Linked DNA regions of Mus musculus: region 2 is linked to region 1. A link is a contact called in public HiChIP or PLAC-seq data. All regions are on one chromosome and are shown on one strand. Each heading gives the region's core, a stretch centred on a gene start, on an enhancer-like site or on the middle of the called end of the contact. The rest is flanking DNA. Distances are from core to core; before and after follow the strand shown. Region 1 overlaps Neo1 (neogenin). Region 2 has its middle 12 kb from the start of Gm39345.

Region 1 (5,408 bases), core at 1,055-3,554:
TATATCTTGTATAAGAGCCTTCTCTGTTACTACTCATCGTCTGCATCCCTTGTCTCTTCCTTATGAAATGGGTAATTTCCTCAGTTGTATTTTCTCAAAAAATTCCTGGAGTGGTAGTAATGGTTCAATAGTTAGGTATGCTTTGTTTTCAAAACACAGCTGCTTCAAGCATTGTAAATTTACTGGCATCCCTGTCTTCTACCTACAGTGCCCTTTCAAGTTATGATGACCCTAGAATACATCTAGATATTGTCAAATGTCCCTTGAGGAACAAAACCATTCCTGGTTGAGAATGGCTCTTTCAGAACAGTATATAAAATGCAATGCATGCCTCAGATATAAACTAGTTTTCTGATAGCCATGCTAAAGCAATATTTATGTATGCAGCACAATTACAGTAATACTTTATGTGAGGTCCCACTTAGAATGAAACGTAGTTCATCACACCACAGCACCATGAAGGTATAACTAAGGTACAGAATGATTTTTATTTAATGAATAGAAGGGAGAATTTCTGTGACTGCTGCAAGACTTCAACAAATAGTATTGAATGATATTTGAGGTACATTCCTAGGTCTTCAGAACCAAGTAGCAAAGAGAGTTTTTGCTTTTAGAGTAGAAGAATGAGAGAGTAGTAGACATACAATGTGTCAGGTTATAATAAGTACTCTGAAGAAACTCAAGATACAGTATTCCAGGGATTAGAGAGAGGCAGAACGGGGTTAATATTGTATATGGAGTATTAGACAATTGTTCTCATAGAAAGGTAGTTCTCAGGGTAGAGTCTAAGTGACCAATATAAACAAATCATGGTAGGAAAGTCACGTTTCCCCAGTTTTATTTGAAGATTTTTTTTTTTGACAGCAAATGGTTTTTAATCCAACGTGAATATATTATGGTGAATAATATTTCTATGAACTCTGTGGCTAAACCAGGAGACTTTGAAGAACAAGTACATGGTTGTTCTGCCTCTAGTTCTCTAGGCACTTAAATACTTATGAGTATGTCGAGGAAAATCTGAGAAATGCTGCTTTCTTGTGTCACTGCCTCAGAGAACGTCAAGACTTAAGGAGATTGCGATGTCAGCACTCTCCATCCTGGCCTCTCTATCTGGGGAGGCCAAATGTTCAGCAGTGTGTTTTTGGCTGAATTACTGAGTGTTACATGAGGAAACAGAAATAGGTAATAAAACAGAGAAGTCCTTCAGGTTGGATGTAGGTAGTTATCCATAATGTCTTTGTTTTTGCCAGCACCTGAGAAGTGTGGGCGGATTATGCCTAATTTATTACTTAGATTTCAGATTTCAATATTAAAGGGGAAAATGTCTAGAAATCTCAATAGTGCTGGGCTATGTAGAAAAACAAGGTATCGTAAGCATTAGGCATCCTTATTACATCTTTGAAAACAAACACACAAGATCACTATAGGGTTTTTTTTTTTAAACAAATGTCTTAGAATTGATAACATTTAAATTTGTTCGTATATGTTAATATAAAAAAGCAGATAGAATGAGGGATGTGGAAATGGTTTTGTAGAGGAACCCAAAGAATGAGTGCTAAAGCAGGAGGTGAGCAGCAACAAAGTATATGTCAGTGATTGGATAATACCTTCTCTTAGAAGACCGTAGTTCTGAGTGCAGGGACAAAGAAAGGGCTTGCTTACCATACTACAGCTCTTGGTGGTGTGATGGCTCACGCTTGGTGGTGTGATGGCTGGTGTGATGGCTGGTGTGATGGCTGGTGTGATGGCTGGTGTGATGGCTGGCTCACGCTTCCAGGACCATCAAGTACAGGAGTGGATTCTTCAGAGTTTCACTTTTCAAGACTTCATTTCTAGTTAGCACCAGCCTGGAAACAATAGTGAAATAAATAGTGGGTGGGGGAGGGGGGGGGGGCTTTTGGGATAGCATTGGAAATGTAAATGAAATAAATACCTAATTAAAAAAATAATGAAATAAATAAAAAAAAGCTTTAAGTGGCTGCTTTAATTGCATACCTGTAGATTTATATTCCTTGCTTTGTTCAGATATCTTTGTCTATTGATCTAGTTCATAATTCTCCAGATGAACTAAACTTTTTAACTTTAGAAAAATTTGAGAATATTGATTTTCAATTATTTCTGTTATAGGATTGTTGTTTTTTATGTAAATAGGCTTCTATCACCGTAGATTTATGAAAGTATTCATCATCTTTATTGTAAATGGAGTGATGGATGTTGGCTGATTTGCGCCCAGTACACACCCTGGGAGTTACTCAGTGGCATCTGTCCTTCCCTTTTCCTTCCTGTCTTTTTTTTTTTTTTTTAAATACAAACCCATCCCTATCCCCACCTCCTATTTCCTAGCCAGGTCACCATAGGAAACTTTCAGTTGGTGGCACCACCTCATGACTCGTCACCTCGTGACTCGTCGCCTCGTGACTCGTCACCTCATGACTCGTCACCTCGTGACTCGTCGCCTCGTGACTTGCTGCTTGAGTTAACATTTTGCCCTCTGTATTTTTCTTCCTGTTAGTAATCTCATCATGGCGCAGCTGTGGTGAAGTTGGTCTTAGATTGGTTGCAAACTTTAAAATACATAATTTCCATTAAGCGACCAGAATAGGGAGACAGCGATACACTGGAGGAAGTTGAATTGGTCATAAAAGTAATAACTCTTTGGGAATAGCTAGAAGTGCCAGAGATTGTGAAAATTTATTTGTACACGGTGGCATTTATGCATATAAAATAAGAGCAAAACAAACAAATTAAATTCTGATGATTTTTTTGTTAATCTTAGTCAGCTTGTAGCCATCACTATAACAGTGTTTGTGTGCTATTATGGGAAAAGCCTCATAGGAATTCTTTTCCTCATGCTGAAATGTATCGTTTTGTTTGTGTGTTTAATCCAGCTCTGGCAGGTTGGTCTTGCTAGCAGGAGGTTGCTTGGAGATCAGTGATGTCACTGAGGATGATGCTGGGACTTATTTTTGCATAGCTGATAATGGAAATAAGACAGTTGAAGCTCAGGCGGAGCTTACTGTGCAAGGTATGTAAATATTTACTGTGAAATTAAAAATGTTGTTTACTGTCCAGGTCTACTGATTAACAGTAATATGAGAAAGGCAGTACATCATAATCGTTAAAATGCAAACGTCTAGACCGTATCACTTGAATTCAAATTCTGAGTCTGCATTTCACAAATACAGCAATAGAAATTTTTCTTTTCATATATGTGTATGCAGTATGTGTGTATGCATGTTCACATGTGTTTGAGGAGCACATGTTGGGGAGTGCATGTCTAGTCCTGAGACTGATAGCAGAGTCTCTTAGTCAAATCTAGAGCTTGCTGGTGAGGTTACTCTTGCTACCCAGCTTTCTGTGGGGATTCTGTGTCTCTGCCTTCCAAGGCTGGAATTACAGATGAGCTGCCACGTGCACCTGACGTTTGTGTAGGTTCTGGGATCTAAACTCATCCTCTTCACTTCAGCAGTTAAAGCACTTTCTGAAATGAGTTTGTTAGAGAAAACTGTAGAGAAGTTTCACATAATTAAAATTTACCATCTTGCAGACCAACATGTTATTGACACAAGAATAGGAAATAAAAAAGAATGAAGTCCAACTATTAATTGCAGTACTGTGACCACAGTTGTCAGGATCAGAGCCTGACCCTAGCAGCACCAACAAGCGAGGATTAGCCACCTGTCTTCAACAGGCCAATTAAAGAGAAAAATAACAGTGAAAAGCAGAGAAAGAAGATTTACTCAGTGGCCATAATGCAAAGAACAAATAAAGAAGTCTAGTGACCTCCACCTCTCAAGTCCTGAATTATGTATGCCCCCAAACCCGGAAATTGTTGTTAGGAGCATCAAATTAAATACATCTCTCATACTTGTTAGCTTCTGGTTTTACTTCACTATTTCTCTTCGTGGGAACTTTTCTTCATATGGGTATGGACAAAACTTTAGGGTTTTGTGGTGTGCATGACTCAGCAGTCCTGGTTAAGGTGGGATCCTGCCATTCACTACTGACCTTCATTATCTGGGCTCCATTCTTTTCTGCCAGATAGTCTGGCATACACTAAGAACTGTGCGAAATTTCTACTTGGGCGGAAGCTTCCTCTTCAGAGCCGAGGAAGGTACCAAGCTTCACAATGAGCTTTCTGGAGGAGTTCTGTGTCTTGGCTATTTTTTTTTTACTAGTTTGACAGTCAAAGAGAATATGTTTTTACAGACAAATATCTGTCTTCAGAATATTTTTGTTCTGCTGGAATGGTTACAATTATACAATTTAAAATATAAATACAGGAATTCACTTTCAAGGAGGAAAAGATAGGCCCGTGCGTGCACACACACCCACATATATAACAATATATAATATATTATTAAGTGTTAAACTATTAAAAGAATAGTAGACTTTCAACTGGAAGAAAATGAAGTTGGGTCTAAATGTGAAAACACAAAGAATAAATGGAGTTATGTTTAATATTATCTTGGGTAGAAGAGTGTATCTTAAGAAAAGCAGGGACAAGAAAGCTGGTTCAGGTAGTAAAGATGGATAGCTTGTCTTCCAGAAAATGCCAGGGGACCTGAGTTCATTTCCTAGTACCACATTGAGCATCACATAACCCTCTTATTTGGGGGCTAGGGTTTATGTCTCTTGTTCTTTAATTCAGGTAGGTTTTGAGTTATTTGAATTAATGAGAGTATAATACAAATGATGCGTGACTTCTAAGGTTTATATTTTAAAGCCATGTATATTGCCTTTTCTGATTGCCAATAATAACGAAGAGGGTAGTCTTTAATAAATTGTAACAAGACTAAAATTGGAGCCTTCTCTTATATCATATATGAAAGTCATCCCAAAGTAGATTAAAGACTTAAGATTGACTTTGTAAAGCTGCTGAGAGAAATGAGAGAAAGCATGAGGTTTCTGGAAAGGTTAAAAGGTGTTTTAGTTGGTTTCTTTTCTATGTGACTTATAAATAGCACAGGCAAAAAAAAAAAAAAAAAAAACCAACAACAACAACAAATAGGCTTTCATGGAATTAGAAAGTTGCACAAGAAAGGATGAAGGAATCTTGGAGCGACTACTACGAAATGAGAGCAAATATTTCCAAACTATACATCTGATGAGAGGTTAATATCTAGAGTAGATAAGGAATTCAGTTCAGTGTAAGAAAAGAACCCAGTGCTTAAATATGTTCAAAGGACCTGAAAAGACATTTCCTGAAGACAGAGAAGTGGCCCATGGGTATATGAAGCCAAAACTATGAATAATCATTAGATTGTGTGAGTAATCATTAGAGAAATTCAAATTAAATCCTCAATAGGATACCACCTCACACACAGTAGAACTACTGTATGATCCAATAGTTCTTTTTATGGCTGTATGTTCAGATGAAATGAAATCATTGTGTCAAAAAACTAAGT
Region 2 (5,408 bases), core at 1,066-3,565, 290 kb before region 1:
TACAAGTATCAGTATTTTTATTTCTCTCTCAAATTTCCTCCATACCTGATTGAATAGTCATGTAACAAGAACTTAGAGGCTGATTTTGCTGAGAGAGAGAGAGAGAGAGAGAGAGAGAGAGAGAGAGAGAGAGAGAGAGAGAGAATAAGGGTCTGGAGGGATGGCTCAGTAGTTAAGAGTGCTGGTCGCTCGAGGAGTGGTGGTACATGCCTTTAATCCCAGCACTTGGGAGGCAGAGGCAGGCAGATTTCTGAGTTCGAGGCCACCCTGGTCTACAGAGTGAGTTCTAGGACAGCCAGGGCTATACAGAGAAACCCTGTCTCGAAAGACCAACCAACCAAACAAACAAACAAAAAGAGTGCTGTTGTTCTTCCAAGGGACCTAGGTTCAATTCCCAGCACCCACATGGCAGCTCTTGTCTGTAACTCAAGTTTTAGGGGACCCAACAGATATACATAGAAGCAAAATACCAATTAACATAAAATAAAAATAAACTATACATTTAAATCCCAGATGGTGGGTTCACATGCTGTTAATCTTAACACTTGGAGGTAGAGGCAGGCAGATCTCTGAGTTCAAGGCCTGGTCTAGAGAGTGAGTTCCAGGACAGCCAGGACAGCCATGGCTACACAGAGAAACTTAGTCTTAGAGGTGGGGGGAACCAACAAAACAAAACAAAACAAAACAAAACAAAACAAAACAAAACAAAACAAAACAAAAAGACAGGATTGCCTAGTGGTTAAGAGCTAGTACTGCTCTTGCAGGGGACTCAAGTCTGATTTTCAGAACCCATATGGCTGCCTGTAACCCCAGTTCCAGATCAGATGCCCCCTTCTGGCCTCTGTAAGCATCTGCACTCTCATGCCCATACATCTTCCCATATACATAATCAAAAGTGATCTTTTCATAAAAGAATTTCATGTAAAGCTAGTAATCCTTGCTTTTCATGGCTGAAGGCAGCAAGCTTTGAGGAGCAGAGATCTGCAGGCAGAACACCCCATGAGGGGGCTGCACCGACGCAGGGGACTGGACTACCCTTCACACTTTAAAACACCTTGGGCTGGGGGTATAGCTCAGTCAGTGGAGTGGTTGCAAGCATGGATCTGAGTTTGATCCCATTGTAATCCCAGAGCTGAGAAGTTGGAGGCAGACTTCTCAGTGGGGTTTCCTGGGCTTCATTGGCCAATCAGCTCAGCTCAGGTAATGAGAGCCTGTATTTCAAAAATCAAGGACCACAGTGCCTGAGGAACAACGGCTAAGGTTTTCTTCTTGCCTCCAGAGGTACAAAACCAACACGTACCTGAACACACACATAACACACACCACACACACACACACACATCACACATTATTACACACCATAACCATACACATACATCACACATACACACCATACCACACCACACATACACACACACATCACACACCCCTACACATATACACACACCATAGCCATACACATACTTCACACATACACAACACAACACACACACACATACCACACACAAACAGCACACCACAATACCACGCACACACACACCCCACACACATATACACACACCATAACCATACACATACATCACACATATACACCATACCACACACACCACACACACATACCACACAAACAGCACACACACACACCACGCACACATGCACACTATACACACCATACACACACATCACACATACCATCCATACACCACACACACACACTCACAAACACACACATCTTTCTCAGAGCCCACAGGGATTCAGAGACTCAGATCTAAAATAAGGGCAGAGCATACCTCAGTCTGACTGAGATTTCTTGGCCTTGCACACACCCCACTTGTTCCTTGCTCCAGTTCTTTCCCTACATGCGTCCGGGGATCAAAGACAGGCCTGAGGACATTTAGTTTCCCTGTCTTCCCAGCGTGGCTCTTCCTTTGCTGTTTCTATTATCCTTCCATTTGATTTTTGGGGAGTATGGCTGGACCTGGTTTTGGAGCCTCTCTACAGTCAGACCTAAGAGCTCCAGTGACAGTCACAGGATTGAGTGTTGCAGCTTTAAGTTCTGGACACAGGGATAATTCCTGAGGAGGAGCCTGTAGCTTTGATTTTGGAATTCCCGGGGTCCTGAGAGATGGGCTGCTCTGCTCCTCCAAATGGCAAACTTGAGGTTAACAACCTTGAATGAAGGCCACTCCACTGCTCTGTTGTGAAACTAGGCCACCTGGTCTGTGACGTGTGCCCTCGCTCTCTCCAGATGGGAGTGGAACAAGGAGAGGCACTGCGTGCCACTGCCAAGCACAATTCACAGGCTAGACCGAGGTGGACCTCAGGCCTTCCACAGACTGCTGCTGCAAAGAAAACAGGCCACACCCCTGCAGCCTCTTTACCCTCACACCTGCTGCGAGGGAGTCCTGATAAGCAAGCTGCTGTGACCTTTGGGCTATTTATTAACCATGCTTGCTGCTTCATGGTGTGGGATCTTCCCCCTCCCTCAGAAACTGAAAGAGAGAAACAAACACATTGTCTGGTAGAACTGAAGGTTCTCTCTCTCTCTCTCGCTCTCTCTCTCTCCCTCTCTCTCTCTCTCTGTCTCTGTCTTTCTCTCTGTCTCTCTGTGTGTGTGTTCTCTCTGTCATGTTGTCTGCAATATTAATATCCTTAATAAATCTCATACCCTCAAGGACAATTCAACTCTCAAATCAAACCATCTCTCCTTTCTTTCTGGAAACCTAATGCTGAGTGTTGATTCCCACAGGCAGGCATCGTTTGGGTGCCTCTGAAGGGAAGGAAGCTCAGTAGGTCAGTCTCAGGGACGAATTGAAATTCAATGCCACATTAATTTAAGAAGAGGCCGGCAAGGACATTGTGGTTTAGCTCAATCCTACCAGGTGTGTGAATGGGGGAAGCTATGTGTTTACAGTCACCACTCCTGTCTGTGGAAGCTGACAAGATCAAAGAGAAGACCTTGACCCTGAGTGACCTTGCCTGGGAGATGTATTCAAACGTGATGGACTAGACAGGCTATTAATACTGGGCAGGGTTCTAGTCATCTTCTTGTCTCTTTTGGTTTATACAGCCTTCTGAGGTAAAGGATTTCTGAAATATGGTGAAATATTTATTAAATTTTGTAAATATTCTGGCCAAAGACTCCTAAAATCCTCAGATTCTCCAAACTGGAAGGGTTTTTTGTTTGTTTGTTTTTATTATTAGTTGGTTTTTGAATGCTAATGCATGGCTGGTAGCTTCAGGGTGGGGCCTGGTCACTGGAAACACTGAGATAGGATTAGAGGGATCGTTTCCTGGGCTGAGGAGAGGGGCTGAAGGCGGATGGTTGGTTCTCAGTGGTCAATGATGCAATTACTCGTGTCTTTGCAGTGGAGCCTCCCTTAAAACACCAAAGAAGCTTGTGAGCAGGAATATGTCTGGAGGATGGTCCTCCCAGTTAGGGTTGCTCCTCCCACCACCTCATCTATATCTGTTGTAATGTCCTTTACAATAACTGGTAAACTTAAAATCATATAAAATACAAGCTCCTGATAAATATACATGTGTAGGGAAGGAGGTGTATGTGCACATGTATGCATTTTGCATGGGATGGCCAGAGGACATTGGGCATGCTCTATCAATGTCTACCTTAGCCCCGGGAGATAGAGTCTCTTACTGAAACTGGAGCTAGGTTGGCAGACAGCAAACCTCAGCAATCCTCCTGTCTCAGCCCAATTGCAGGACCAAATTTTTTTTTTCTTTGGCATGGGAACTTGAACTCAGGTTCTCATGCTTCTGCAGATGGCCTACAGAACGGGGTGTGGGGGGGGGGAGAGCGAGAGTGAGAGCAAGAGAGAGAGAGAGAGAGAGAGAGAGAGAGAGAGACTTTATCTCAGTCTCTGTGTGTACTCACTAAGGACTGCCAATGAAGTAGGTGGGGTAGCACACACCTGTAGTTTCAAAACTCAGCAAGTTGAGGAAGGTAGGAGGATCTCCAGTTCTAGGGCAGCCTGGGCCGTAGAATGAGTTCAGTGTCAACCTGGGCTACAGAGCAAGACTCAGTCTCATCCCCTTCATTCCCAAAGAACTAGGACCCACTGCGGGACAGGCATAGATTATACACATGGGAACACTCTGTTCCCTGGATGAGGCTTCTCTTGCCTCTACCTAGAGGTGGCATCAATCATTCTGGAGGTGTGGTAGACCGTTCAAGAGGCTCCATTGGGCCCGGAGCTGCTGGAACAAGCCAACTTCCTGATAGAGCCACCAGCAGAGGGCAGATGCTTTCCTGAAGTTAAGGAGTCCAGAGCTGAGCTGTCCGGATTGCCATCTGTGTGAGAGAACTGGGAAAATGGTCTGGTGCCTTAGGGAGCAGCAAATGGTTGGGCTTGGCTAGGTTATGAAGATCTGATCGGAAAGGCCACAGTCAGTCCCAATCAGGCAGCTGGCTGTCACAAGCTGTGCGGAGCCAAGGAGCCTCTGCCTCCTCAAGGTCAGTGGGCAAGCAAGAGGAGATCGGGTTTCCAGAACATCTTGGGCTTCCTTATAATCTTTACCTTGCCAGGATTCTACCCACATAGATGTCCCTAAAATCACCTTTTTTGGTCACCCTCTGCAGTTTTGTTTTGTTTTATGACCCACTTTAAATCCTCTGCTTTTGTCATTTCTCTCATGGATACATTTTGCAGAGGACACAACTATTATAAATTCATTTAAGCTTCACCCCCCCACACACACTTTTTTTTTAAAGTGTGCATCTATGAGCACTCATGCATGCACATATGTTGTATGTATGTGGGCATCAGGTGGCTTCCACTGTGACTTTCCATCTTAATCTCTTGAGAGTCTTTCAATGAACCTGGAACTTGAAGCCTTTCTGCCTAGGCTGCTGACCGGAATGCCCGAGTGATCCTCTTGTCTCTGTTCCCTCAGTGCCCATCAGGTGGGTGTGCATGGCTTCAAGACATTTTTCAAATTTACATTTAGTTGTTAGCTGTGTGTGCTCAGCACAGCACATAGATAGAGGTCAGAGGACAGCTTGCAGGAACTGGTTCTCTCTTCCCACCATATGGGTCCCTGGGATTGAACTCAGGTCATCTGGCTTACCTGCACTTTACCCATTGAAGCACCTCAGCAAACCAGTGTCCCCCCTTCTCCCTGCCCCGAGTGAGTCTTAACTGAGATCTTCATGCTTGTCCCCAAAATGTTCTTACCCCAAAGCCATCTCTCAGCCCTTAATGTCTAAAATCAAAAAGGAAGGCAGAACTATACAACACAGAAGTTGGCTTTTATCGTCTCCATAGCTTTGATCTTAGCCCACTCTCAATAGCCACAGGCTTTCACAGTTACCTACGGTGGTATGTCTTAGCCAGTGTTTGTCCCTGTGCTTATAAACACCTGTCTCTCTCATCATCTGCCTGGGGGTGGCA

Evidence for each region. HiChIP or PLAC-seq counts read pairs in DNA pulled down with a chosen protein or histone mark.
Region 2: a contact with region 1 is called in an HNF4G HiChIP or PLAC-seq map of pancreatic cancer cells. The contact joins two enhancer-like sites. A contact is called at or near these places in 8 of 39 promoter capture datasets (Sertoli cells, cranial neural crest, embryonic stem cells and 3 more), 4 of 484 Hi-C or Micro-C datasets (bone marrow-derived macrophages, cortical neurons, embryonic fibroblasts and 1 more), 14 of 115 datasets of contacts at active chromatin or transcription factors (bone marrow-derived macrophages, craniofacial prominence, differentiating embryonic stem cells and 6 more) and 3 of 9 other capture datasets (adipose tissue, embryonic stem cells and pancreatic islet).

What each region holds. Positions count from the first base shown.
Region 1 is chr9:58,976,242-58,981,649 of GRCm38.p6, reverse strand. It overlaps Neo1 (neogenin), which reads left to right. Exons shown (of 28, transcript NM_001042752.1): 5 at 2,889-3,025. Among named protein-coding and RNA genes, the nearest start is that of Neo1, 57 kb to the left of the region's middle. Within about 2 kb of position 2,304, at least 40 of the 459 cell types and tissues checked have an H3K27ac peak or open chromatin away from gene starts, as enhancers often do. A contact at or near this core is called in pancreatic cancer cells, where this site is marked.
Region 2 is chr9:59,268,803-59,274,210 of GRCm38.p6, reverse strand. No RefSeq gene overlaps it. Among named protein-coding and RNA genes, the nearest start is that of Gm39345, 12 kb to the right of the region's middle. Within about 2 kb of position 2,315, at least 73 of the 459 cell types and tissues checked have an H3K27ac peak or open chromatin away from gene starts, as enhancers often do. A contact at or near this core is called in pancreatic cancer cells, where this site is marked.